Regions from separate parts of the Arachis hypogaea genome. Here region 1 is linked to region 2. A link is a contact called in public Hi-C data. All regions are on one chromosome and are shown on one strand. Each heading gives the region's core, a stretch centred on a gene start, on an enhancer-like site or on the middle of the called end of the contact. The rest is flanking DNA. Distances are from core to core; before and after follow the strand shown.

What was found. Hi-C and Micro-C count contacts between places; a contact is called where the count stands out from the background.
Region 1: a Hi-C map of an unstated tissue shows a contact between it and region 2, with 3 times the contacts expected there. The contact joins the enhancer-like site here to the promoter of LOC112798616 in region 2. A contact is called at or near these places in 2 of 8 Hi-C or Micro-C datasets (leaf and an unstated tissue).

Annotation. Positions count from the first base shown.
Region 1 is chr1:14,543,099-14,549,530 of arahy.Tifrunner.gnm2.J5K5, reverse strand. No RefSeq gene overlaps it. Among protein-coding and RNA genes, the nearest start is that of LOC112798648, 40 kb to the right of the region's middle. Within about 2 kb of position 3,995, at least 2 of the 3 cell types and tissues checked have open chromatin away from gene starts, as enhancers often do.
Region 2 is chr1:14,417,149-14,423,047 of arahy.Tifrunner.gnm2.J5K5, reverse strand. LOC112798616 reads right to left here and starts at 3,551. Exons shown (of 4, transcript XM_025841630.3): 1 at 2,631-3,551. The coding sequence starts at 3,258.

The DNA of each region.
Region 1 (6,432 bases), core at 2,746-5,245, 130 kb before region 2:
AAAAAGAACCGGAAAAGTAAATATTGCTTGAAAGGTAAATTTGCATGAAAAATAAAATTTACAAAAAATTTAAATGAAAAATAAAGACAATGGAAAGAACCCTACAAAAACAAAAACTCTAAGCAGTCTCAAAAATTTGCTGGAATGTGAGTGTGTGAGAGTATTTTCTGATAAGAGATTTTAACCCTTGTTTCTTCGATCTTTCACCTATTTATAGAAATCTTCAACCAATCAGATTTGAATATGACTCCCACGTGCATTAATTTTTGAGTAACCGTTCCCGTTCTTTTTGTACAACATAAGTAACCGCCAACAATTAGCTCCAAATGTTCCTTTCCTTCGATCAGATTTATTGATTAACTTTTACCGCTTCGTTTCGCAAATCCTTCTCGATAAGGATTGCTTTCTTCGAAAGAGTATTTACTGTACCTCGACCTTGGTGTCTTCGAAATTATATTTTTCCAATTAACAATCTCATTCAAGAAAGTGAAATTCAAATTTTTGACACTTAAACAAATTAGAGAGCTAATTAATAGACCAACAAATTTAATTTACTTCTTTTTTTTTTTTTTTTGGTTTCCCACGGTATCCCCCAACCCGACAGGTCAAAGACTAATCCGTCGCGGTACTGAGCTCCATTTAAGGGTTTGCCGCTGGCCAATGGGTTGCTGCATGCACAAGGCGGGATTCGAACCCCCGACACTTACTTAAGCGGACTAGTGAGCTAACCACTAGACCAACCCAACTTGGTTATTTAATTTACTTCTTTATTATCTACAAATTTCAACATCTATTCCAATTTTAAAAGAGTTAGCTAACCTGTTCTCTTCCAACATGGATAAATATTTTTGTCTTCTTTGTGGCCCATTACTACTGCCTAATACACACAAAAATAAATCATCAAAGCCCACCACCGTGTCCAAAGAAAAAATGTCTGCCACCGCTTAGTTAGCTCCTCCTCTCAGATAGCTTCACTAATCAAGCTTCTGTAAGCTTAACTCAAACCCGATTAGACACTTACGATATTACCCTTCCATGTGATACGAGGAACATTCTAATCAGGTTGCTTCACCTGCGTAGACTATTCTGCTTTTTTTTTTCTACTAAAGCATCATCCCTCCAGTATCAACCATTTACATATTTTAATTTATATCTATATTGTCAAAAATAATAGAATATCACGTTCCGCACAAAGAAGTGCTAAATCTAAAAAAGAACAGAAAAAGTAAATGTTGTTTTAAAGGTAAATTTGCATGAAAGATAAAAGTTACAAAAAAATTAAATGAAAAATAAAGACAATGGAAGGAATTCTACAAAAATAATAACTCTAAGCAGACTTAGAAATTTGCTAGAATGTGAGTGTGCGAGAGTATTTTCTGATAAGAGATTACAACCCTTGTTTCTTCGATCATTCACCTATTTATAAAAATTTTCGACCAATCAAGTTCGAATGTAACTCCCACATGCACTAATTTTTGAGTAACCATTCCCGCTCTTTTTTGTACAGCATAGGTAACCGCCAACAATCAGCTCCAAATGTTTCTTTCCTTCGATCAGGTTTATCGACTAATTTTTACCTCTTCTTTTTGACAAATCCTTCTCGATAAGGATTGCTTTCTTCGAAAGAGTATTTACTGTACCTCGACCTTAGTGTCTTCGAAATTATATTTTTCCAATCAACAATCTCATTTATGAAAGTGAAATTCAAATTTTCGACACCTACTTAAACAAATTAGTGAGCTAATTAATAAACTAACAAACTTAATTTACTTCTTTATTATCTACAAATTTTAACATCTATTCCAATTTTAAAAGAGTTAGCCAACTTGTACTCTTCCATCATGGATAAAAATTTTTGTTTTCTTTGTGGCCCATTACTATTGCCTAAGACACACAAAAATAAATCATTAAAGTCCACCACCCTGTCCAAAGAAAAAATTTTTGCCACCGCTTCAGTTAGGCTCTTTCTCTCAGATAGCTTCACTAATCAAGATTTTATAAGCTTAACTCAGACCCGATTAGACACTTACGATATTACCCTTCCATGTGATACGAGGAATATTCTAATCAGGTTGCCTCATCTGCGTAGACTATTATGCTTTTTTTCTACTAAAGCATCATCCCTCCAATATCAACCATTTACATAATTTAATTTATATCTATATGGTCAAAAACAACAGAACATCACGTTCCGCACAAAGAAGTGCTGAATCTTAAAAAAAAAAAACAGGAAAAGTAAATATTGCTTGAAAGGTACATTTGCTTGAAAGATAAAAGTTACAAAAAATTTAAATAAAAAATAAAGACAATGGAAGGAATCTTACAGAAACAAAAATTCTAAATTGACTCAGAAATTTGTTGGGATGTGAATGTGTGAGAGCATTTTCTGATAAGAGATTACAATCCTTGTTTCTTCGATCTTTCACCTATTTATAGAAATCTTTGACCAATCAGATTCAGATATAACTCCCACATGCATTAATTTTTGAGTAACCGTTCCCGCTCATTTTGTACAACATACGTAACCGCCAACAATCAGCTCCAAATGTTCCTTTCCTTTGATCAGGTTTATCGATTAACATTTACCTCTTCTTTTCGACGAATCCTTCTCGATAAGGATTGCTTTCTTTGAAAGAGTTTTTACTGTAACTAAACCTTGGAGTTTTCGAAATTATATTTTTTCAATCAACAATCTCATTCATGAAAGTGAAATTCAAATTTTTGACACTTACTTAAATAAATTAGTGAGCTAATTAATAGACCAACAAATTTAATTTACTTCTTTATTATCTACAAATTTCAACATCTATTCCAATTTTGAAAGAGTTAGCCAACTTGTACTCTTTCAACATGAATAAATATTTTTATTTTTTTTTGTGGCCCATTACTACTGCCTAACACACAAAAATAAATCATTAAAGCCACCACCCTGTCCAAAGAAAAAACGTCTGTCACCACCTCAGTTAGGCTCCTCTTCTTAGATAGCTTCACTAATCAAGTTTCTATAAGCTTAGCTCATTGCTGATGAGACACTTACGATATTACCCTTTCATGTGATACGAGAAACATTCTAATTAGGTTGCCTCAGCTGCGTAGACTATTCTTTTTTTTTTTTACTAAAGCATCATCCCTCCAATATCAACCATTTACATATTTTAATTCATATCTATATGGTCAAAAACAACAGAACATCACGTTCCACACAAAGAAGTGTTGTATCTTAAAAGGAAAAGGAAAAGTAAATGTTGCTTGAAAGGTAAATTTGCATGAAAGATAAAAGTTGCAAAAAATTTAATTGAAAAATAAAGACAATGATAGGACTCCTACAGAAACAAAAACTCTAAGCAGACTCAGAAATTTGTTGAAATGTGAGTATGCGAGAGTATTTTTTGATAAGAGATTCCAACCCTTATTTCTTCGATCTTTCACCTATTTATAGAAATCTTCGACCAATCAGATTCGGATGTAACTTCACGTGCATTAATATTTGAGTAACCGTTCTTGTTCTTTTTGTACAACACAGGTAACGGCCATCAATCAGCTCCAAATGTTCCTTTCCTTTGATCAGGTTTATCTATTAACTTTTACCTCTTCTTTTCGACGAATCTTTTTCGATAAGGATTATTTTTTTCAAAAGAATATTTATTGTACCTCAATCTTGGTGTCTTTGAAATTATATTTTTTCAATCAACAATCTCATTCATGAAAGTGAAATTAAAATTTTCGATACTTACTAAAACAAATTAGTGAGCTAATTAATCGAACAACAAATTTAATTTACTTCTTTATTATCTTCAAATTTTAACATCTATTTCAATATAGATAAATATTTTTGTATTTTTTGTGGCCCATTACTACTGCCTAACTCATACAAAAATAAATTATTAAAGCCCACCATTCTATCAAAAAAATGTCTGCCACTGTCTCAGTTAAACACTTTCTCTCAGATAACTTCACTAATCAAGCTTTTGTAAGTTTAGTTTAGATCTGATTAGACACTTACGATATTACCCTTCTGTGTTATACGAGAAACATTCTAATTAATCAGGTTGTCTCACCTGCATAGACTATTCTATTTTTTTTATTAAAGGATCATCCCTCCAATATCAACTATTTAAATATTTTTATTTATATCTGTGTGATACAAAATAATGAAACATCACATTCCAGACAAAAAAATGCCATATGAGAACCTCTTCAAATAGTATATTAAATTTATTCCAAAAAAAAAGAATTTACATGAATATTGATATTTTAAGATAAATTAAAATCCAACTCAAAAATATTTATCGGTACCAATTAAAATAAATTTTTTAGTTATATAATTTTAGAGTTATATAATTTGTATGATTTTTTTATTTTTATATAATTACTTAAGATATAATTATAAATAATTAGTTTTTTTATTTATTAGAGTATATAATTTAATATATTAAAATAACACACTTTAAAAATAGTTATTATTCTTGTTATTTTATAAATTTTTTAGTTATATATTTTTAAAAAAAATATTCAATGATTTTTTAAATAAAACATTTGCTTCATCAAATTATTGAGTTAATTAACGCATGATTGCAACGTCACCTGTCAAATTATTATTTGATACGTACTTGATTATTGACAGCACATCTACCACATCTAATTATGTTGGATAAACTAAACATCATTTGTTGGAATTTTCTACGTTGAAACAAATAATATAAAATATTCCTGTATGAAGCACGAGGGTTCCAGATAATTGCTATTTTTTTTTTTTGGTATAATTCCAGATAATTGCTATGGTTTCATATTTCTTGCGCTGGGCTTTGTCCCATTTTAATCTTGTGGCAACCAAATCTAATCGTTTAATTTGCACGCGTCACCGGAACGACACATTACAAAAGATTTTTCCTAAAAATGAACGATTCTTTTTACTCATAATATCTACTTCACTTTAATTTTACATTATTGATAAGCTTAAAATCAAGAATCAATTATAAAAATATTACCTAAAATTTTGTGGATGGCATATAATGAAAAACTGAATAAAGAAATCACTAACAGTAGTTTAGTTATAGAAAATTTATATAGTATACAGAGAAAATATAAAAAATTAATTTTTAATTAGTTAATATTAGTTAATTTTTTTAATTTAAAAAATTCTCATTATTTAAAGGATTTAAAATTTATAATATAAAATTTATAATTTAAAATTTATGATTTAAAATTTATAAATTTAAGATAAATAAAATAATTTTAAAAAATAATTAATTTTGTCTAAAAAAAATTTGTTCTCTAATATTATTTTAATATATCTTATATATACATGAGATGTTAAGTTAGTTTAAACTTTTTAATTGTGTTAGGTGTAATAAAAAATCAACTACCACATCAATAATTCTTATATAATATATATAAAAATATAAATATATTTTAAAAATAAAATAAATAATATATATATTTATATAAATATATATTTATATATAAATATATAATAATTATTTAGTAATTAATTTTTAGTACGTACATAATATACTCCAAAATGAGAGTACATATCAAATTCTTTTCATTAGTAGAAGAGAGAGAGTAAACCTAAACCAAAATGTTCACCTAATAAAGTGGTGGATATTATAATGATTGCGTCATTCGCATAAGACAAATCATTTAAGAGTCTAATTTAATGAAAAAGTTTAGTTTAAGGTTCAAAATAATTTCTACGAATATAGTTAGCCATTAAATATAATTAGGAGTCATTTAAATAAAGACGAATAAAATATCTTTTTTTAAAATATTTTTTAATAATTAAAATTTAATATATATAATCGATTAAATTGTGTTATTTTTGTTAAAATTAAAACATAAATAATATTTTATAAAAAATAATTAATAATATCTTTATTATAAAAAATAACTAAAATACTCTTATATATATATAAAAATTTTTAAATCCTAATCTTATGACAATAGAGAAATAAACGGTTAGAATTTAAAAATTTTAAAATTAATATATATAATAGTTTTTTAAATAAAGGTATTGTAGTAATTTTTTATTAAAAAAAATAACAATATTAATTTAAATCAGTTTAAGATTTAATTCACCATTTTTTTAGTTAAATTAATTTGTCTAGCCCAATTTTAACAAAAATAACACGATTTAATCGATTATATATGTTAAATTTTAATTATTAAAAAAAGACGTTTTAAATATCTTTTATCTAAGTGGCTCTCTCTGATAATTTACACGTTCATGGCCCCAGTTATCCATGCTTTTTTTTGGAGACACTCAGATAAACACGCTTAAGACATCTTTTTTTAAAAGTTGTTTTTTAGTAATTAAAATTTAATACATATAATCAATTAAATTATGTTATTTTTGTCAAAATTAGATCAAATAAACTAATTTTGCCAAAAATTGGTTAATCAAATATTAAACTAATCTAAATTAATATTTTT
Region 2 (5,899 bases), core at 2,302-4,801:
GAAATATAAAAAAATCGCTAATAATAATTTCAATTCAAAGTAAATTAAAAAAAAAATCATAACTAACAAGTTTAATTCCAATTTCTCTTTTTAGAAATCGTTATTAACATTTTTTGTTATAGAGTAAGAAGAAATAAATCGTTATTAACAAATATACTGTAGGTGTTACGATGTCTAAAAATTTGCTAATTTAGTGCTTAATTATTAAAAAAAATAATTAATATTTAATTTAAAAATATAAAAATTTAATAAATATTTAAAATTTATTATAAAAAATAAATTGGAGAACAAAAAACACTGAATACTGAATACAGAATTGGCCTGTACTGTACGTCTGTAACAAAGAATTTGGTGTGGCTAGTAAAGTAGTAAGTATTGATCAGACCAACATCTAAAAGCAGAATGTCGACACGCACGGATTACAAGGTCTGAGAAAAACCCTATGAAAAAGGTTAGGGATAATACTTTTAATAAAAAAATTTTAAATTATCTTTTTATTTATTTTAACTTTTTCTTTCTTTTTTCAAAATCACAATTTCACGTTTTCTCCCTCTGACCAGTCATCAGATTACCAGCACCCCAATCACCGTATACAATAAATCTTAATTTTTAAATTATAATTCTAATAATTTTTATTAATTTATGTTTGTAAATTTAATAAATATAAATTATGACTGATCACATACTAATTTAAAATGATAATATTTAATGAGCTATAAATGAACCAAATAAGTGAATTTCCTATGATTATTACTAATTTAAATAGAAAATGTTTGTTGAGAGAGATATATAAATAAAGGTGAGTTCTACCCAACCCCCTCTAAATCAACATGTAAATTACCCCTTATGACATTGCATGTTTTAATTGGATGTTTAATTTTAGTTTGAGTTAATTTAACTTAATAAGAGTTAATATATTAACTAAAGTAGAGTAATTTTGTAATTAAATATTTTTATAAGAGGGAAGAATATATAATTTCTGTAAACATTAAAAAGTAAAGTTATATTTCTTATCATTGTTCAGAAGCTCAATGCCCATTTTTTCATTCCTCTCTGAAATTGAAAGAAAAAATAACTCAACCTGTACCCCACTTGTCTTGCTTAGGGTGTGTTTGGCAAACGCGTTGGAGAGGAGAGAAGTACGTTTGAGCTTTTTGAAAGTTTCACTTTTATATTTGGCCATTTTTATCTTTCTGAATGCAGAATTGATTCTGCTTCTGAAAGCACGTTCAGGAGAAGCTAAAATTTGTAGCCTCTGCGTTTTATGGTTACTTATTATCCTTGGAAAATTAGATGAAAAATTTATTTCTTTTTTACCAACCCTACCCTTCATTTTCTTCTTTGAAAAGGATACCAGTAACTATTACCTTCACAATAATTCTTTGTAGTTCTTCCTACTTTTTCATAGTTGTTCGTTCTAATTTATTTTTTCATTAAAATAGTTCAGATTTGTTTTAATCACTAGTAAATTGAATATTTTAATTTTTTTATTTTTAGTACTCATTTTTATATTTTAATTTTTATATTTTTTATTATATTTTTTATTTATATGATAAATATTTTTATATTATTTGTGTAGTGTTCTGATTTCTTATGTTATATTTTTATGAGTTTTTTTTATCATTTACTATATTATTTTTTATAGGTATATTTTTTATGAAATCTTTTTTTTTATTTTTGTTTGGCTTTGTTCATATGATTTTTTATTTATTTTATTGTATTTCTTTTATTCATATGACAAATATTGTTGACTTTTTTTTATGATATTTTTATTATTTTTTTGCTCATATGAATTCTTTTTTTTTCCTATCCTTTACTACATTGTATTTAGGTTGTGTACGAAATTTTTTTATTTTTTTATTTGATTTTATTCATACGAATTTTATTTATTTTTATTGTATTTTTTTGTTCATATGATATATATTGTTGATTTTATGGAATTTTTATTATTTTTGATCTGTATGATTTTTTTTCATTTTTTGATGTACTCTATTTTTGTTTTGTATTAATTTTTATATTCTTTATTCTGACCTTGTAAAATTTGTAATTATAATTATTATATACTACGTTTATTATCAAAATTTTGTATAATATAAATTATGATCCAAGGATAAAATAAATAAAAATTTAATTATAAGTAACAATAAAGCCATAAATAATGAAAATTTATAGTCTAAAATAATACTAAATTAAAGAGTACTAACAGTACTAAAAAAATTATAAAATATTTTCTTTTTGTTTGACATTATAAAATTTATAATACTCTCTTTCATATTTTTATTTTTTATTGTATTTATTTTATTTATTTGTTCGGAGCATGATTTGGGGAAGAAACAAAAAATTAAATTTTTAATAGTTTAGTAAATTATACAATTACCCATTTGGGCTATAATTTAATTACCAATAGTTTAACTATAATTAACATAACCACCAATTAGAGAGTGACATGTCACAGAGGGTAATATACATGTTATTATAGGAAAGATAGAGTAGAATTTACCATAAATAAATGAAAATTTAGTTACAGTGATCAGATCATTTTGACTGATTTAGCTAAATTTTTACTTAACTACTTTTAATTATCAACTTTGTAAAGACGAGTGCACCTGATTTTTCCCGCTATATTTTACCTTGGCAGATAGGAGACGATGGGTGATATGAGTGTTGAGGGCAGAGCGGTGCAGCGTGGAGCAGAGGACTACCAGAAGAATCCATTCCATCCCCAAAATGATAAGCATCATCATAATGGTGAACAGAAACAGCAAGCGGTGCAAGCACACCGGTGGAGAACGGTGAACCAACTACCAAGTTCCTCACAACCAAACCCTGCCGAATCGGACCCATAGAAGAAGAAGAAGAAGAAGGTGAGTAGGCATGGTTATTGGAGTAGTAACAAGCCGCCACTTGAGGGCCGCCTTGTTGACCATGATCAACAATTGGGCCGCTTATGGACTTGGGTCTACGCTGATGAGGTTGTCTGACGTCAGCAGAAGAAGAAGAAACTGGGCTACAAATCCATCTCTCAGCTTCGTCCCATTTGGAAGGCATTGTTCTTCCGCCGGCGCTGAAGAAGGGTGTGAGACCAGACATTGTGTGTCTTCTTATGCTGCTGCTTGAAGCTTTTGCTACTCTCTCTGAGCTCCATCCCTTTTGGGAACTTATCACTGCGCCTTTCTCTCTGTAGTTTGGTGCCCCTGGGCTTGGGAAGGACCCAATCAGGTGGTTCTTCTGATAAGAGGAACAAGGCGTTTTCTTCATCTTCTATTATCACCAAGACCAAGAAGAAATTACAATTCAAATTATTATTGGAATGCGAACGTGGTCTTGCCTTACCTAATACTTAATGTAGTGTTCCCTCTTTCTAGTTTTTGTTATGTGTGACAGGGAGAGGTTGATGTGAGTCTACCATTTTTGTTTTTTTTAACATAGATTGGACAATTCTAATTCTAATTCTAAATATTGCAACACCGTAAACTCACTCATTCTACGTATTTACACATGTAATATTTTAAGATTTTCATCAATTAAAAAACACCGTGATTTTCCACTTCAACTGAATCCTGGCGCGCATGTGAGTGTACTTAAATCGTGTGAGATTCTTTGCACCGAAAAAGTAACTGTGTGAGATATTGACTGGTCATGGTTTGGTACTTATGGCACTTGGTATGATTAATAGGGGCAACAGGCATCCTAAGAAGCAACTAAGTCAGGCTTTAAATACCTGCTCTTATATTAGATTATGAGTATTCTCAACTTTCAATGTCACTGTAAAACAACTTAAAAACACATCATTTTAAGTTACTAATATATTAAATATTTGGTAATATTAAAAAAACAAAAAAATAATCAGAATTTATTTTATTTAATATTTTATTAATTATCATGATAATTAATAAAATATTAAATAAAATAAATTCTAATAATTTTTAATTGATTTTTTTTTATTATCAAATATTTTCATAAACATTAAACATAAGCATACAAACAGGTGAATTTTTGTTCAGAGGTGACATTTATTAAAATATTAGGATTTCTTAGTAAATTTTGTTAATATGGGATAGTTATTAAAAAAATTGTTAGTAATAATTTAATTAATTAAAATTTTAAATTTTTTCCAAAATCAGCAGTAACTATTAAAAATGCCTGAAAAAGTAAAATTTTTTAAAAAGAAAATCAATAATAACGATTTCAACTTAGTGAGACTTTAAAATTTTTTTAAATACAAATGGTTAATAATAACAGTTTCATATATTTAAATTTTTGTAAATTTTAAAAAATCAAAACGGGAGTAATGATTTCTTTTTCTTCATTCATTTTTTGTTTCTATTCTGACACTTAACTTTTGAGCTCTTTTTCTTTGTTTATTGAATAAATTATCATTTATACTTATAAAAAATACGAATCCTAACAAATATATCTATCAAACAAAAAAACTAACGTGGTACCCATCAAAAATAGACTTCGTATGACAAAAATATTTAAATTTTAATTTTTTGTTAACTTTTTAATAAATTTTTTAAATTACCCTCCTTTATCTTCAACCCCTCTCTCTCTCTCACACTCACTCTCTCTCTCTCTCCTCCCCCCTCCCATATTTCTCTCTCTAACAATGACTATTGATTCTCACCTATTTACTGAGTCAATTTAGCCAGCCAAAACTCACACAGCTTTAACTATGCACTTCGACTTCTCCTCTTCCACCATTCGCACCTCTGCGCTCTTACTCTCCGAATCCCACTCTGGCCCCTTCTTCCTCAACACTCGCTCCCTCACCATCCACTCCACCCTTCACGCCGACAAAGCCATCCTCTTCTCCCTCTCCACCACCTCTGACCCCATTAAGGACACCCTCCTCACTCTCATGCTTTCCAACCACTCTTCCTTCATCCTCACCTTCTCCACCTCCTCTTCCTCCTCCGCACTCCAATAACTCTTCCCTCCACAAATCTGCAACAAAACTCACCCTTATGTCTACACTCAGTGTCAAGCCATTCATGCGCGCTCTATCTTTCCCTCCCACAACATTCTTGTCCGAAGGATTTGCTACTCTGTCATCCTCAGCATCCCTTCTGAGCTCTTCGCGGTCATGACTGCAAACTGCGTGATAACAACGCCCTCCATGTGACTACAATACTGCTGCCCTCGCCTCATTAAACTTGAACTGGTGCGATCAAGACCACGTGGTGGAGGAGTTTGTGATGGAGCAGCCGATGCCTTGTTATCTTTTTGCTTTCGCGGTTGGGACCTAGACTAGGGTTTATGCAGAAGAAGGTACGGCGGTGCTGGACTTAACAGCGAAAGAGTTCGAGGAAAGAGAGGATATAATTGGGAAAGGAGAGAAGCTCTTCGGAAAATACGACTAAAAAATGTTTGATCTTTTGGTGCTGTTGACGAGTTTTCTTACGGCGGAATGAAAAATTTAAAAATGGTGTTCTTAACTCCCACAAAAGAGATGGCAGTGGTGCTCAGGTTGTGGTTCATGAATTTGCTAACATTTCTAGCTCAATGAGGGTTTTACTATATATGCTGAGAGAAGGATTATAGAGGTTGTGCAAGAAGAGAGAGAGAGAGGAAGGGTTGAAGATAAGGGAGAGTAATTTGGGAACTTTATTAAAAAATTAATAAAAAATTAAGGTTTGGATATTTTTGTTACAGACAATTTATCTTTGATGAGTATAACATTAATTTTTTTGTTTGATGAATACATTTGTCAGTTTTCGTATTTTTATAAATACAAATAGTAATTTATTCTTGTTTATTCTTCTTCTCTACTAGATTATTTCCTTCTTCTCAGCAATGAACAAGTAGTAGATTTTTAATAATAATAATGTATGTAAACTGTTTCCAATAAACAACATCAATGCCTCAGGCCATATGTTCTCTTCTCTTAGCCTCTCAC